Linked DNA regions of Bombyx mori: region 2 is linked to region 1. Evidence: chromatin contacts called from public Hi-C data. All regions are on one chromosome and are shown on one strand. The core of a region is the stretch at or near the end of the contact, and the rest is flanking DNA. Distances in the headings are between cores, read along the strand shown.

What was found. A called contact is a pair of places that touch in the nucleus more often than the background predicts.
Region 2: a contact with region 1 is called in a Hi-C map of middle silk gland, with 1.8 times the contacts expected there. The contact joins two enhancer-like sites. A contact is called at or near these places in 2 of 7 Hi-C or Micro-C datasets (middle silk gland and whole pupa).

What each region holds. Positions count from the first base shown.
Region 1 is chr1:17,152,395-17,155,186 of ASM3026992v2, reverse strand. It overlaps LOC101737749 (basement membrane-specific heparan sulfate proteoglycan core protein), which reads left to right. Exons shown (of 72, transcript XM_062670557.1): 28 at 175-383; 29 at 510-725; 30 at 1,205-1,474; 31 at 2,452-2,554. Among protein-coding and RNA genes, the nearest start is that of LOC134199514, 24 kb to the left of the region's middle. Within about 2 kb of position 1,301, at least 2 of the 8 cell types and tissues checked have open chromatin away from gene starts, as enhancers often do.
Region 2 is chr1:17,245,960-17,248,659 of ASM3026992v2, reverse strand. The region is part of intron 10 of LOC101737749 (basement membrane-specific heparan sulfate proteoglycan core protein); the gene reads left to right. Among protein-coding and RNA genes, the nearest start is that of LOC134199518, 35 kb to the right of the region's middle. Within about 2 kb of position 1,424, at least 1 of the 8 cell types and tissues checked has open chromatin away from gene starts, as enhancers often do.

The DNA.
Region 1 (2,792 bases), core at 52-2,551:
GCACTGCTCTTGCTAGGGTCAGTGTTAGCAAAACTCCGGTTTGAGCCCCGTGAGCTCACCTACGAGTTAAGGTTAGGTAGGAAAAAAAATGAAGAAACAGACTTAAAAACATATTATTTAATGTCAACAAATACAGAAACCATACTCTTTGTAACAATTTTTTTCTTCTTCTAGAAATGCGCTGTTGGCTATACCCGTGATCAATCTGGGGAATGGTTGGGTACTTGCGTCCGCGAGACCTGCCCGCCAGGTACTTACGGAGACCCAAGTAGCGGATATGCCTGCAAGCCTTGCCCTTGCCCATTGACCAACAGGGAAAACAACTTCGCCTCCACTTGCGCACTGGGACCTGACGGCACTGTTCTCTGCAATTGCCGACCGGGGTAAGTTTTTGTAGATTCTCTAGACATAATCTCTATTTTTTTCTCTCTCTCTCTTTTATTTCTATTTCAATTCTCGGCCTGAATGATTGTTAGGCTTCATAAATTGTAAACAATAATAATTTACAGCTACGAAGGCAGCAACTGTAATATCTGTTCGTCTAACTACGAAGGAAATCCTCTCATGCCCGGAGACTCGTGTAAGCCTAAAGCTACCAAGAAATGCAACCCCGCCGGTACAAAGCAGGTTCGATTCCCTGACGAGTGTGCGTGCAAGGTCAACGTACAAGGACGTCATTGTGACCAGTGCAAGAACGATTCATTCTATTTGTCTGAAGACTTCAGGTAATTAATTCATCAAAGGATTTTTGCTACGAAAATTTCCTTTCACTTACTTATCAGATTTTTGTAAAGCGTAGTTTTCCATTAAACAAGCCGCAATCCCTATTATGTGGGAATAACGACTATTATAGCCATAAAGCTGAAATTTATATGGATATTTGAAGTGAAATTTGAGTTTTTTTTTTATTCCTTAGATGGGTATACGAGCTCACAGTCCACCTAATGTTAAGTGGTTACTGGAGCCCATAGACACCTACAACGTAAATGCGCCAACCACCTTGAGATATAAGTTCTAAGGTCTCGTTACAACGGCTGCCGCACCCTTCAAACCGAAACGCATTACTGCTTCACCGTAGAAATAGGCAGAGTGGTGGTACACACCCGCGCGGACTCACAAGAGGTCCTACCACCTGTAAAAAGTAAGTAAGTAATTTCACAACGGTCCAGTAAAGTAAGTTCTGAACGATATTTTAAATTTTTAGTCACGGATGCGCTCTCTGCTTCTGCATGGGCGTGACCCAGCAATGTACAAGCAGCAACCTAAGACGTACAACCACTGCCGTTCAATTCAACGTGCCCAACATTGTGAACCAAGTCAGGATTTACAACAGTTCAGCTGGTAGAGCACTCCAGGCTGTACGGTACAGTGTGCCGGTTGAAACTGAAATGAGACCTCGGATCTACAGCGGCAGTATAGATGTACCGATACCGGCAGTCCGGGACAACGTTTACTACTGGAGCTTACCAAACGGGTATTATTATAAGACCTTCTTTTAAAAATATAATACGCATGTATCCTCTAAGATGTTTGTTTAGGTTTCTTTGGCACCCTAAACATTAATGGCAATGTGCTATTCATTCTAAATTATAATTAATATGTCAGTCAGTTACTATTTTAATGATTATATTCCTATTGATCTGTCTATAGCTACACGAAATTATATCTACTCGTTTCCTTTCGAGTAATATCGAGTAATGTAATGTAACTTGTTTAATCAATCTACCGATCAGTATTACATAATGAATGAAAACAATTTATAGATAATTATTTATCAACATACCTAGAAAGTTTAAGGAATATCTCTTGACAGACGAGAAATAAGTACATAACTGTTTTGTCTTTGCCTATTTATATGTATTTTTACATACGTAGGTAAAAAAAGTGATCATTACTAGATTTTATGAATCCAAAGGACTGTTTCATTAAAATCTGACGGCACGCGTTCCATGACCCAAGAATGTGTTTGACGGTTTTTTTTTAAAGTAAAAACTTCTTTAGCAACTTTGTGATTATAAAGTCGATGAAACGAAAAAGCGACAGTAAAAAGAGATAGCCACATAAATTCATAAGATTTATTAACATGGGAGAAAATGAGATAGGAAGCATTATATAGTGTTATATTATTTATTCGTGGTTCTCTTTGTGCTCTGCTTCGAACCGTCTCGTTATATTATTTATTCGTGCTTAATATATTCAAAAAAAATCTATTTAATAGATACGAATGAAATGTAAAATAAATATCAAACTTTGTATCACTAAGATCATTACTAAAACCTCCAATTATCCTCTTCCCGAAATTTTACATTCGTCTCATTATCTTGAAGCTAAAATAGTTTAAGGTTTCACTTAAAAAAGTGTGAATTGCACACATGTATTTTTTTTATCGCATTAAATTGCCGTTTTGTCTAACATTTGACGTGTACCATGTATGTACGTAATTTATTTTAGTTTCACCGGTGACTTGGTGACGGCCTACGGTGGTTACTTGAGGTACACTTTGGATAACGTTCCGATATCACTAAACAGCGCTCCGGACGTACAGCTCATCAGTGTGAGTAATCATATAAATGTTAATACTGTATGCTCCCTATTATCTATGTACAGTGAACTTATAACGCAGATGTTCTATACTAGTGAATTTAACAAAACGTGAAATGTCCTTTCAAAATTGCGATTTGCTAGACAAAAAAAAAACGTAGGTACTCATTAATCGACGTTGTTTCAAGACCGCAGTCATTTTAACGACCGATCAAATACAACTTATTTTTGATAAGCATCGTAAAGCTGAC
Region 2 (2,700 bases), core at 175-2,674, 93 kb before region 1:
AGGTGTTTTAGGCGCCCCATAGAATTGTTGGGAATACTTCAGACCTTGACCACAAGATGGCATTTGAGTTGTACATGTGGCCTCCTCGAGTCCCTTAACGCCATAATAATGAATTATCGCTATAGTTGCTTATGTGTGCTAATGAAAACTATATTAAACATTATGACAATTCGATTTGGTAGAATTATTTTATTCAATTTAACTTTTCGATATATCCAGAAAGAAATTACATGTGGTAGGATCTCTTGTGAGTCCGCGCGGGTGGCTAACACCACCCTGAATATTTCTGCCGTGAAGCAATAATGCATTTCGGTTTGAAGGGTGGGGCAGCCGTTGTAACTTACTTGAGACCTTAGAACTTATATCTCAAGGTGGGTGGCGCATTTACGTTGTGGATGTCTATGGGCTCCAGTAACCACTTAACACCAGGTGGGCTGTGAGTTCGTCCACCCATCTAAGCAATAAAAAAAAGTATTGTCTAGGTCTGAAAACAGACACCACTTGTGTTCGGGTGATGTTCTTAATGTTTTCACGGTAATCAGATATTAATTGTATTGACTAAACTAGGGTCCTGTTCTATTATTGGTATATGTAAATATTGGTTCATTTTATTTTGGAGATTGTTAAACTCTGTAGCCGATTGCCTGACTCAACTGAAACTCCTACGGCAGTCATTACCGCTTCAAAAGTTTTTTTAAATTTCTTTTTCATCATCGTACAGCTCGTGAGTAGGTAGTTTTGATTAAGCCGTCAGTTTTAAATAAAAAAAGACTTAGCGAGTATGAATGTGAATTATGTTTCTTCAATAGAAGTCAATTTTCACTTTCAGCAAAATTTCACACCCCGTTATATTTGAAGGCAGCTTTGTTATTTTGTTATGTTACTGTTGTTTCTTTAAAAAGAGCTAACGAAACTACAGATATATATTTTTTTAATTAGAACAGCTGATAAGTGAAACAATCGAATCTACGGCCTTTTAAAGTATTTGGATGCATTCAAGCTTGAGGTCTACGGTCTCCAAAACTTGGTTCTTGAGTTTCTCACTAAATCTTGTGCGATAAAAAAATCTAAAATTACATAGCTAAATTACTTTTCTGCATAAACAATATTAAAGCAATTCAATTAGTTTAAAGTTCGAAAACATTTTGGTAAATCAATATTAAACATGAACCAAAACCGGTAGTAATTTACTTACATTCACTCTTTAGATAAACATTAATGCATGCCGATACAATGAACGGAATATTGTACGATTATCGTTCATTATAAATACTGTGACTATGAATTCTAGAAAATTCTGACACATTCTTTTTTTGAATTTGTGTTTATAACAGATCAGTTAAACTAGATTAATCTGGATTCAAATTGTTCGTCACACTCAATTATCTAGCCCACTCTCCATTACACAGAGTTTATCTTCGCCTCCGAAACGAGATCCTTGCGTCCTTCTCGATCTAGCGCCCTCTCTTGTCAGTGATCAGAGAGCTAGCTTACACAGCGTTCTAAAAATATTTTCTTATTTTTATATGACGGTTTATTTATTAGTTGATACACTAAACTAATAAACGTAATATGCATACACACTGACGTACATAAATACTATACGAATATTTTACAATAAATATTAAAAAAATATTCGATAAAACAACACTACAACAATATGAATAACTCACATATTTTTTGAAAAAAATTTACTCATATGATTAGTAATTCCCTTCTTCGAGGAAGCGGCGCGCCACACATACCCTCTTATCGTGGCTGTCTCTAATTATATATTCGACCCAGGCGATGGGGCAACGTAAAGCCGCCGTCGCTTTAAACATGTCCTATCGAATCCTCCTAATCCAGTCTCGGTGCTTTTAGGCTCTCCAAGCATCGGTGGTCGTCAAAGAATTCGACGGGCAACCTAGCCCATAGAGGCAACCCACTGAGTTCTTTGCCGGATCTTCTCACTGAATCGCGATTCCGATTAGGTGGTAGATTCAGCGAAGTACTGCTCTTGCTAGCAATGTCTCTCAAGCTTAGCCCCGTGCGCTCACTTATGCATGGCTAGTTGGAATAGCACTTTAGGCTAATGATTAGGTAGGGTAAAAGGGTATTTATTTGTTCGCCACAGTCCATAAAATTTCGAAATCATGGTCAATTTAGAACTGTCGATAGGAATTTGAAGTGGTCTCGTGGGCGGACATATATAGTTCGAGTGGTGTAATCTTGTCATAACCAGGCGAATAGCTACCGACTTCGTGACGAGATAACGGTTCGTTCACCTGAGTACGTGGGAGAATTATATTAACCATGGACATCTCCCATGATTCACTGATAATATTAATAAACATAAATAAGAATAAATATTAAACTAAAATAATTGAAACGTTTCAAAAGACAGTAGTAGATCTTTAGATAAATACGCAAACATGATTTTTTGCTAATGAAACTATAAAAAAAAACGTTCATTTTCGACCATCCCCTTCTCTAAATTTAGTTCTAAAGCTCATTCAGAAAACGCCTTGTGCTTAATAAAGTTAACAAAGTGCTATAGTGGCGTGAATCCAATTTGTTATATGAAAATGAATATGTCTAATGCAGTACCATGCAGTGATAATAATCGCGCACTAAACATCGTTTACTTGTCAAACACATGAATAGCCACAAGATTGTTAATCATCTTGCATGATTCAATTTCGCTGCAGTCGAATAGTA